Regions from separate parts of the Sus scrofa genome. Here all the other regions are linked to region 4. The links are chromatin contacts, called in public Hi-C and promoter capture Hi-C maps. All regions are on one chromosome and are shown on one strand. The core of a region is the stretch at or near the end of the contact, and the rest is flanking DNA. Distances in the headings are between cores, read along the strand shown.

Evidence for each region. Promoter capture Hi-C pulls out the DNA fragments that hold promoters and counts their contacts. A called contact is a pair of places that touch in the nucleus more often than the background predicts.
Region 1: a contact with region 4 is called in a Hi-C map of skeletal muscle, with 4 times the contacts expected there. The contact joins the promoter of NUDCD3 here to the promoter of PPIA in region 4. A contact is called at or near these places in 2 of 47 Hi-C or Micro-C datasets (embryonic fibroblasts and skeletal muscle) and 1 of 2 datasets of contacts at active chromatin or transcription factors (alveolar macrophages).
Region 2: a promoter capture Hi-C map of liver shows a contact between it and region 4, with 3 times the contacts expected there. The contact joins the promoter of NPC1L1 here to the promoter of PPIA in region 4. A contact is called at or near these places in 2 of 5 promoter capture datasets (fetal liver and liver) and 1 of 2 datasets of contacts at active chromatin or transcription factors (skeletal muscle).
Region 3: a contact with region 4 is called in a Hi-C map of liver, with 2.7 times the contacts expected there. The contact joins the promoter of DDX56 here to the promoter of PPIA in region 4. A contact is called at or near these places in 2 of 5 promoter capture datasets (fetal liver and liver), 4 of 47 Hi-C or Micro-C datasets (embryonic fibroblasts, liver and skeletal muscle) and 2 of 2 datasets of contacts at active chromatin or transcription factors (alveolar macrophages and skeletal muscle).

The regions. Positions count from the first base shown.
Region 1 is chr18:50,757,686-50,760,385 of Sscrofa11.1, forward strand. It overlaps NUDCD3 (nudC domain-containing protein 3), which reads left to right and starts at 1,384. Exons shown (of 6, transcript XM_003134880.6): 1 at 1,384-1,778. The coding sequence starts at 1,587.
Region 2 is chr18:50,725,588-50,728,287 of Sscrofa11.1, forward strand. It overlaps NPC1L1 (Niemann-Pick C1-like protein 1), which reads left to right and starts at 1,267. Exons shown (of 19, transcript XM_005673340.3): 1 at 1,267-1,540; 2 at 2,480-2,700. The coding sequence starts at 1,487.
Region 3 is chr18:50,704,306-50,707,005 of Sscrofa11.1, forward strand. DDX56 (DEAD-box helicase 56) reads left to right here and starts at 1,308. Exons shown (of 14, transcript NM_001244543.1): 1 at 1,308-1,402; 2 at 1,493-1,654. The coding sequence starts at 1,343.
Region 4 is chr18:50,565,516-50,568,215 of Sscrofa11.1, forward strand. It overlaps PPIA (peptidylprolyl isomerase A), which reads right to left and starts at 1,302. Exons shown (of 5, transcript NM_214353.1): 1 at 1,230-1,302. The coding sequence starts at 1,298.

The sequences.
Region 1 (2,700 bases), core at 134-2,633, 190 kb after region 4:
TAGTTTTAATTTCTAACATGGTAACTACTGATAAGCATAGTCCACTCCACATAATATACTGAAGATTATTTATTTTGCCTTTTAGGGCTGCACTGAGACATATGGAAGTTCCAAGGCTAGGGGTCGAATTGGAGCTGCAGCTGCTGACCTACACCACAGCCACAGCAATGCAGGATCCGAGCGGCATCTGTGACCTATACCACAGCTCATGGCAACACCGGATCCCTGACCCACTGAGCGAGGCCAGGGATTGATGGATACTAGTTGGATTCGTTTCCACTGCATAAACAGGCCATAAAAGGAACTCCCTGAAGACTCTTTAGAGTCTTCAATAATTTTTTTTTTTTTTTTTTTTTTTTTTTTTTTTTTTTTTTGGCTGCTTTCAGCATGTGGAAGTTCCTGGGTCAGGGATCAAACCCTTGACACAGCAGCAACTCCAGCGACAACTCAGGATCCTTAACCCGCTGCACCACAAAGGAAACTCCTTCAACAAATTTTAAGAGTGTAAATGGGTCCTATGTTCGAAAAGTTTCAGAACCACTGCTCTAGGACAATTTATCCGAGCTTGACTATTTACAATTCATTAGAGCCCATACACTATGAAGATATGTGTTAACTTGCAGATTTCAGGCCAGCAGAGATGCAAGTCATCTCTATCCACTAGAAAAGATAATCCACATCATTTTGTAGGACACCAGCCAGCTTTGTATCCAACCTGGCAATCTTACTGTTTTTTTCAAAATGTTTATAAATACCCAGTTTCTCCAAAAGCTTCTCCAAACACTGGTTACTCAGTTAAACTGTATAAATTTTTGACATGTGTTCATTATGTATTTGTCCGAGGGTTATGTTTTCTGTTTTAAGATTATGCTTTGACACACACCTAGGATACATATACATGCTGTGCGTACGTATACTATGCATACACAGGGACATACCACACACACATGTACATATAGGTGTATTTCACAGGAGGGCACACCAGATGATTCTGCACCTTGCTCTTTCCATTTAATATGCGCGAATGCACTCACTTTACATTCTTTTGATTTAGGCACATCACAACGCATTTCACCCACGGCTCTGTCATTAACAGGGCACATACCACCCGCACGCTGGCATTTTCCTCTTCTGACGCGCCAGCAAAAGGCTCTCGGCTCGTGTGGTCCCGCCCGTAACCTGGGGCTCGGGACACCCAGTCGGGAACGGGCCCGCAGACCAGGTGACAATGCCGAGGATCAGGTGACACTGCCCACACTACACCTCTTCCGCCCGTTGCCAACATGGCCGCTAGGCGCCCGCAGCTCGGCCGCCCCAGGCTCTCCTGCGCTTCGCGGCGCACAGCGGCCCCTCGGCGACAGCCCCAGGCCGCCACGGCGCCCTGGGGGCGGGGCCTGCGGCAAGTCCCTCCGGCGCAGCCGGGCTCAGCCCCACGGGCGGGGGGGCGGGGGGCGAACCAGCGCGGACCGGAAGTTTCACGGGCGCGCTGGCAGCCGGAGCCGTTACCGCAGGGCACCGGAAGTGGCCGTAGGCCGGCGTCCGGGCCGCGCCCGCAGTGAGTGAGCGTCCCTCCGGCCGGCGACGCCATGGAGCCCGGGGCGGCCGAGCTATACGACCAGGCCCTGCTGGGCATCCTGCAGCACGTGGGCAACGTCCAGGACTTTCTGCGCGTGCTCTTCGGCTTCCTTTATCGCAAGACGGACTTCTATCGCCTGCTGCGCCACCCGTCGGACCGCATGGGCTTCCCGCCGGGGGCCGCGCAGGCGCTGGTGCTGCAGGTAACGCGCGGCGGGCAGGCGGCTCCGGGTGGGGTTGGGGGAGCCGTGGCAGCCCGCCCCCGCCGCCCGCCAGCCCGTCCCCCCCTCCCGCCAGCCGAGTCCCCGTGGCTCTTGAACCCCGCGGGAGCCGAAGAGCCCCGCGAGCCGCCGCTCTCTGCGCTCCCGGCCTCCGTTCATCCTCTGGCGCTCGGACCCGCCTCCTTGGGCCGCGGCTTCACCCGGGAGGCGGATGGAATATCAGATTACTCCTGCGGGAGAGGGGCTAGCGCTCGAGTAGCCTGGTCTGACACTGGGTGCACTTGGGCATCAGAAGCAGTAGATGCTCAGGGTCCCGGTGTCTCCTGCAGCGCGTAATCTTTCGATGTGCCAGGGCCTGCCAGTTAGGAAATAAAAACAGTGCAGGCTGGACGCGGGAAGGCGGCGGTAGCACAGAGACCTGCACACCCTACCATGGAAGAGTAGAGGTGGAGCGGAGACTGTGGTTATTGATGGGTGTTGTCCGCTTGTTTGGAATGTGATTTCTCAGGTCAAAGACAGTCATGGTAGTAGTTAATAAGTTTACGTTTGAGTATATCCCAGGTTAAATCGATCGTATGTTCGAGGGGCTGGTAATACTTGTTCCCTGAAGTTGACTGGGTACGCGAATGTAATAAACAAGAATTTATGTGCGGATTGTATTTATACTCTCAGCTGCCACAGGCGTTGGTGGTGCACTGGTAATGTGGTTGGTTAAATACTCGTCTTTCTCCTTGGGCTACTGATGCTATAGTTAATGAGATAAAACACAAGTGACCAAGAACTATGCAAGGCCAGTTATGTGACAGAGTCCATGAGAAGGGAAGGAGCAGAAATGACGGTTTGAAAATGAAAAATTTAGTAGGGGAGGCGGGACTTTGATGGGATTGAAAGCAGCTGCTCAGGC
Region 2 (2,700 bases), core at 17-2,516, 160 kb after region 4:
TCAGCCGCCGTTGTGGCGAGAACATCACATGTGCCCTTCTTTCCTGGAGGGGACCCTAGGGAGCAGGCTCCCCACCATCTCTCGGAGGTTCCTCGTGAGCCTGCAGCTGCCCAAGAAGGAGCCCGGACTTCTGTGCCCTCTGATTGCACCCTTTCATCCTCCGGCTCATCCCTGCTGCCTGCTAGGGGTCACCTTCCAAACAAAGGAGTGGCACTGCGATCCTTGTCTCGGGGTCTGCTTCTGGGGGAGGACATCCAGGAGAGAAAACAGAGACTCCGAGTTGGGGCCGGGGGCTCAGCATCTGCTCCTGAGTCTCCAGGGCGGGGCCTTGGAGGTGCGGGATGGAGGTCAGTGCAGGCAGGCCCTGGCCATTGGCTCTCCTCTCCACCGTGGCTGATTCAGGGCTTAGGGGTCCCCTGCCCCTGCCCTGCCACCCCCCCCCCTTGGCATCTGGTTCCCCTCCTCGCGTCTCTGTCTTCCCCATACGTGTTGGGTGGCTCCCTCTGAGTCAGGCAGGGTCCGTGACACAAACACTGGACCAGGGAGATTGCAGGTTCCTTCCCGCAGCTGCCTCTGGCAGGCGGCCACCGGCAGATTGTCCCGACGGCTGCCCTTATCAGCTCAGCCTTGACTTGGGGGCCAAGGTCTGGCCCATTCTGGTGATAGCGAGAGCCCAACGGAGGCCTCAGAGATCCCTATCTGGAGGGAGCAGAAGGTGAGTTCAGGGCCCCGGGGGGTGGGGGTGGGGGTAGGGTGGGGTGGGGCTGCCCACCTGTGGCTGCCAGCCGACCTGGGCAAAGGATGTGTGGGAGGGGAGGGGGCTGAAGAGCGAGGCCGTGGCTCTCATGCGTGGGGTCTCTGTGCACTGTCAGACCTGGATGAGACCTGAGTTTTCCTGCCCAGAGGAGGAAACTGCTGTCACTGTCACCCCACCCCACCTGTCCCCTCTGTTATCAGGTTGTTAATATTAATTAACAACAGTTGCTAGGATGACAGAGCGAGGGTGTGTCCCAACCAGAGCTGGCCTGGACCCAAGAGAGCACTGGGGAGAGTGGGGGGCTCGGAGGCTGGAAGTTGTTCAGGGGAGGGGGTGGTGCCCAGGTGTAACCACGTCTCCCACTTCTCCCAGGGCCTGGTACCTCCTGCAGCAGAAGTCACGTGGGGAGCTCACTGCAGGTCTCTGGCTGGCTCAGCCCTCTGGCCTTGGTTGCTTTGGGAAGAAGGTGAAGAGGAGACCCCGGGAGGCTCATCTGAGAGGGTGGGGCCAAAGGTGGATTATTAACCAGCTGGGAGCCCTGGCAGGTGCAGGGCCCGGCCCTATTGGTCCCCATCCCAGTCAGGTGATGGTAGGGAAGCTGCCTTCCACTGTGCCCTCAGTTTTAGCATATGCACGGCTGAAGTGAGCTCCGTGCCTTGCCAGGAGCCAGCCCTTGGCTGTCCCCAAGGCCAGGCTTCACTTGCCCTCTGACCCCTTCCCAGTGCCAGGATGGTGGAGGCCAGCCTGAAGGGCTGGCTGCTCTGGGCCCTGCTCCAGCACCTGGTGAGTCCCAGTGTCTGTGTCACACCGGGCGGGGGGCTGCTTGGCAACAGGGAGGGAGGGCCTGGGCTCTGGGGGGCAAGTTTCTAACTGATGAGGGATCCCAGGCTCCCAGAGGGGTCCTGAGCTGTCCAAGCCTCCAGGTCACGAGGTTAGATGGACACAAGGGTTGGGGAGGGGGCAGCTGGACTGAGCGTGACTGAGCGCCTCCCATCCCTGGGCTGCTGTGGATGTCCTGGCCTAAGGTGGCCGGTGGCAGCTTAAGCGAGGATCCAGTGCCGTGGTGCTGAGGGCGCGGGTTCAAGGGGAGAATCACCTCTTGAGAATTTAGCATCTAGGGTTGGGAGGAGGGCTGGGGGGCCGCTTGCCTCTCAAGTGTCTTGTTCATTGGCATGTCTGGGGAGGTGGGTGACGGCTTTCAGTCCCCAGCAGGTGAGGGCAGGGGAAACTGGCCTCTGGGTGTGGCCTGCAGCTTGGGCACAGTGGCGGCTGACTGCAATGGCAGTGGTGCCCCGTGAGCACAGGGCCTGCATCCTCTCGGCTTCTTAGAGTCAGCCCCCAACCCGTCAGGGGTCGTTGTTTTTCAGCAGGACCCTGCAGTGGCCTCCAGGGGTATCCTGGGTGACTCTCTTCACTCGTCCCCTCACCTTTTGGTGTGACCTTGTGAAATGCAAATCTCTCGAGTCCCCTCTCTTGTTGGTGACGCTGTCACTCGGGACGAAGGCCTGGCTGTACCCATCAGACACCGCCAGGAGCCCCACATGCTGCTTCAGCACCCCACCTCCTGCTGTGCTCTCCCTGGCATTGGGGAGCTGCCCAGCATCCATGCCTCTCTCACCCCCGCTCCGAGTTCTTCCCCACCCCTCCCTGACTGCCTGCTGCTCATCAGTTACCTGGAGAGGGTGGCCCGGGGGCCCATAGTGGCACTGCTCTGTTCCACAGGTCCAGAGTGAGCTGTACACGCCCATACACCAGCCTGGCGTCTGCGCTTTCTACGATGAGTGTGGGAGCAACCCAGAGCTGTCTGGAAGCCTGGCTTCACTCTCCAACGTGTCCTGCCTGGACAACTCGCCTGCCCGCCATGTCACGGGTGACCACCTGGCCCTCCTACAGAGCATCTGTCCCCGCCTCTACACCGGCCCCAACACCACCTATGCCTGTTG
Region 3 (2,700 bases), core at 58-2,557, 140 kb after region 4:
CGCCAGCATTGTGATTTCAGCCTAGTGAGAGCTCATGAAACTTCTGACCTACAGAACTCAAAGATAATAAACTTGCATTAAACCACCAAGATTATGGGAATTTGTTAACAGCAGCAATTGGTGGGGACCAAGAATCCTTATTTTTATGTATGTATGTATGTATTTATTTTGTCTTTCGTCTTTTTAGGGCTGCGGCATATGGAGTTTCCCAGGCTAGGGGTCAAATCGGAGCTGTAGCCACCGGCCTACGCCAGAGCCACAGCAACGCGGGATCCGAGCCAAGTCTGCAACCTACACCACAGCTCACGGCAACGCTGGGGACCGAACCCGCAACCTCATGGTTCCTAGTCGGATTCGTTAACCACTGCGCCACGATGGGAACTCCGAATCCTTATTTTTAATCAAGCTGTGCAGGCAACATCGGGGCAGCCAGGTTTGGGAACCCCAGACCAACCTACCTTCCTCATCTCCTTCTCCCAAACATCATTCTTGTACAGTCCAATCGCTCTAGCCTGTCCTTTGGACTGCTTGTGACCCTGAATCTTAGCCAGCCTCGGTTGCCTCTATCATGTGTTGGTACACCAAGTGTCTTTCTACTCAAAGCTGTTGCCCCGGTTCAGATTCCCAAGTTCCCCGCAGTGCTACAGCCAAACAGCCCTGTAAAACATATGTTGGTGCACTTTTCCTGAGCACCGTAAGTGGCAGAGAAATTAGTGCTTACACACAAATCCGACAGATTCCCCAGATGCATAAGAAAGGGCGCGGGACTCACCAGTGTTTCTCGTACGTGGTGAGCTACCATCCGCCGCACGCCTGTTCTTAAATAGAACACAGGCGAGCACGCTTGAACACTGATGTATTTGTCAATGCAAGTATAACTAACGCCGAATAAATACTAGGGTGAGGCTGTTAAAACCAACCTCGAGGTGAAGGGAAAGCCCTAAGCATGTAACCGGGGGACAGTCCTGCTGGTTGTTTGACCCGTTGTGGGTCGGCGGAGGCGGGCACAGGAGGGAATCTCACCCGCCTCCACGCAGCCCCGCCCCCGCCGCAGGCAATCCCAGCGCAGCACGCCTTTAGGAGGCAGTGTCAGCGGACCAGCGAGGACCAGACAGCTCCCAGCCGACCCTGGCCCCTCGCCCGTCCCCTCTCCCCGGAGACACCGGGTTCTGCGCGCCGCCGCCGCGGCAGCGGTCCTCCGTCAGAACATCGGAAGCCGGGGCTCCGATACTTCCGGGAGGTGACGTATCCTTTAAGATGATTGGCTGCTGCTGTGACCCGCCTACGCGGCCCCGCGTGCACTTCCTGTCGCGCATGCGCGCTGTCACTACAGAACAGCAGCATGGAGGATCCAGAGCTATTGGGTTTTGAACACATGGGCCTAGACCCCCGGCTCCTACAGGTACTGGGGAGGGCTGAGGAGCCGGTCCGAGGTGGAGGGGAGGTGGCAGCAGGGCAGCGCGCCGCCTGAGCCGTCCCTTGTCTCTCCTAGGCCGTTACCGACCTGGGCTGGTCGCGACCCACGCTGATCCAGGAAAAAGCCATTCCTTTGGCCCTTGAGGGGAAGGACCTCCTGGCTCGGGCCCGCACGGGGTCAGGGAAGACCGCTGCTTATGCCATTCCGATGCTGCAGCTGCTGCTCCACAGGAAGGCGGTGAGTCGGGGGAGGGGCCTTTAAAGGCCGGGAAGGGAGATGCAGGCGTTTGAGTTCCGTTGTGCCCCCTTGGAAGACTGTGTCCCCCATCGCCACCCACCGAAGTCTTTCCCAAGTACCGGGTTTCCTTATGGCCTCTTACACGTGAAGGTTGGTCTGAAAGAAACTGGTGCTCTTGCTGTAAACGCTCTGGGGTGGAATTCAGGTCACTTGGGTTCTAGTCAAGGCCCTCCGACCACCACTCTTTGTACAATCCTGAGTAAATGGGGTTTCTCTTTTTCCTACTTTAAAAGGGGGCACCTCTTCCCTTCCTACTTATAGATTATTGTGAAACTCTGGTTTCCTAACGGATACATTTTTTGTAACTTTGTAGCTGTAAAGAGAGTTATCCTTTTTGTGGTGAGTGTCTGGGAGAAGAGTCCTCTGGTCTACATTCTGAAGTGCCTAGAAGCAGGTGGGGGGTTGGTCAGAGGACAACTAGGGAGTTCCTGTCGTGGCTCAGCGGTAACAAACCTAATATCCATGAGGAAGTGGATTCTATCCCAGGCCTCACTCAGTGGGTTAAGGATCCATCGTTGCCATGAGCTGTGGAGTAGGTCACAGACACAGCTAGGATCTGGTGTTGCCGAGGCTGCGGCTGCGGCTGGCAGCTGTATAGCTCCTGTTGGACCTCTAGCCTGGGAATTTCCATAAGCCACAGATGTGGCTCTAAAAAGACAAAAAAAAAAAAAAAAAGCACAACTAGATTGTTGTGTTGGAGTTCCCGTCGTGGCGCAGTGATTAACGAATCTGACTAGGAACCATGAGATTGTGGGTTCGATCCCTGGCCTTGCTCAGTGGGTTAACGATCCGGCGTTGCCGTGAGCTGTGGTGTAGGTTGCAGACGCGGCTCGGATCCCGCGTTGCTGTGGCTCTGGCGTAGGGTGGCAGCTACAGCTCCGATTAGACCCCTAGCCTGGGAACCTCCATATGCCGCGGGAGAGGCCCAAGAAATGGCAAAAAAAAAAAAAAAAGATTGTTGTGTTGAAGTCATAGCAGTTGTGTCA
Region 4 (2,700 bases), core at 52-2,551:
TACCGGCAGTTCCACCTCCATTCTCACCAGAACCCACGCCAGAGCTCCTATCGCATTTCCCTTAGCGCTCTGGCTCACCTGAGACAAGCCACAAAGCCTCAGGCTCGGGCCGAGTTTCCACGTGGCCTCTGGTCAACTATCAGCTGACCGGATAAAGCGGGGTGTGCTCGATTGGACGTATTTCTCCACGGAGTATTTATCTCAGGGCAAGTTTCCACGTGGGCCCTATCAATTCTTAGCCTTGACTACAGTAAGAGGGAGGGACAGATTGACTAGGACGCAACGTTTTCTCCAGGAAGAGTTTAGGGGTTGACAAGATAGGAAACCCCCTGCATGGGGTGGCGGTGGGGGATACATCTGTTCTCGGAGTAAGATCCTCATCATTGGCGGCTTTTTGAAAAGTGGTCCCAGGGATGGAATCTCTGACGGCTCCACCCCAAGGCCTACCACGTTAACTCCAACAGAACAGCATTTACCGACTCGTGAGCACATCGACTTGGCTGCCATCCCGTGACTACACACGAGAACTCCCAGCATCGGGGAGGCCTACCGAGCAGCCAGTCTCGACTAGCCCTGCGTGGGGACAGCCGGGAGTGGCCGGGCGCCTCCCACCCACCGTCACCGCAGCGGAAGGCGGGCCCCGGCGCCAGCGGAGGGAAGGCGGCCTGCACATTTCCGTTCGGGGTGGGGGCGGGGAGGGCGCGTGGGCCCTTCTCCGACACCCACCTCGCGATCTTACGACAGCGGGGAAGCCCTCCACTCGGCTGACCCCGCCAGCCCTAATGAGCAGCCGCTCCTCCGGGGTCACGGGAGGGCGGGCCGCCACCACCGGCCCCGGCGCGGGAACGGCAGCCTTCTGTTGCGGCTGCCGCGTCGGCGCGAGGCGACCGGCCTCCGAGCCCTCGAGGGCCGCCCCAGGAGGGTCGCAGCTGCCTGGGGCCGGGACCCGCCTTCCGTTTGGGGCGTTGCTGACCCTCGGGGGCCCGCGGACCCGCGCGGCGGCCAACTGCTCGCGGCCCGAGCACGTGCGCGGCCGGAAGGGCGCGGCCGCCCCTCCCCCGCCCGCCCCGCCTTTGTCTGCCCGCCGCCCCCGGCCTCCCAAAATGGCCCCTCGTCAGGAAATGGCGACGCGCCGCCCGCGTTCCTCAAGCGGGGTGCCAGCACCCGGACCCCCGGTCGCCCCCCACCCCCCGCCGGGGCCCACCAGGCGCACTGCCGCCCGCCCCAACCTCGAAGGAGACGCGGCCCAAGGGCTCGCCATCGACGGCGATGTCGAAGAAGACGGTGGGGTTAACCATGGCTGAGCAGCACTGAGAGATCCGGGGCGGCGGCGTCTGCAAGGCAGCACGAGCCCCGCCGCCGGCTCTTTTATAGCCGGTCTGGGCCCCGCCCACGGCCGGTCGCGTGCCTTGTCGCTGGCCAATCGTGACCCAGGTCTAGTCGGAGTGATGGCGCGGCTGGCCTATGGGTGAAGATGGCGCCGGAGAGGCGGGACGGGAGACGCGCGTGCGCGCTGGAGGATGCAGGCAGGTTCCCGCCCGCGGGCTCCTTCTCCGCGCTGCGGCGTGGGGTCTGGTGCCAGCGACCGGAATGGACACCCGGACAGGGCGTGGTGAGCGCCATGGAGAGTCGGTGGGCACCTGAGGGGGGCGCATACCCCCGGCCCGGCGGACAAGACCTCACCCCATTGCTCAGAGGGGGTAACTGAGGCGAACGCAGGCCTCAAGGTCGCGCTATCGGCCAAGGTCGCTCGGGGTCCAGGGCCCGCGCCTCTCTGGGAGGCCAGGTGGCTTTGGGCATCGGGCATCACCTTTTTCTTACTGCAGTTGAGGATGAGGGGCAGCCGTCGCCCCCCCCCCCAGTCTAAGAGATTATGAAATGCTTCCAAAATGCCCTACTTTCCGAAAATACCCTGCACACTCTGAATTTTCTCCAGGAGGAAGACGTTAAAGCACGAGCCTGGCGGACTCTTAACCTATAAAGACATGCTGCACACTTTTGCCGTCTTTTTAAAACTTTTAAAATCTCTGCCCCACACCCTCTTTCAAAAGCAGAATTTTGCTCTGCCTTCTGGGTGAAAGACAAAGCAACCATTTAAAAGTGAATTCCCTTAGGCTAATAAATTAATGATAGTTTTATTGCTAGTACTAAGTGCCCTTATGTGACCCTAGTCATTTGTTCAGAAAACCTTGAAAAGAAAATTTATGTATCCTCTGACACTTGGTCGAAGTATTCAGAATGTTATTTAGTATCTGTAAAACTCAGGTTCTTCGGGGGATGGAAATCCTGTGAAATTGGATTGTTATGATCGTTACACAACTACAGATGTGATAAATTCATTTCAGTAATAAAAAAAACAAAAAACCTCAGGTTCTTCATCTGCAAAACCAGGATAGGGTTGTGAGAAGCAAATCAGAGGTTGGTGGGTTTGTTTTTGTTTTTTAGGTTTTTTTTTTTTTTTTTGCTTTTTAGGGCTGCTCCCGCAGCATGTGGAGGTTCCCAGGCTAGGGATCTAATCCGAGCTACAGCTGCTGGCTTTCACCACAGCCACAGCAACGCCAGATCGGAGCCATGTCTGCAACCTACACCACAGCTCACAGCTCATGGCAATGCCAGCTCCTTAACCCACTGAGCAAGGGCAGGGATCGAACCCGCAACCTCATGGTTTTTAGTCAGATTCGTTTCCATTGAGCCACAATG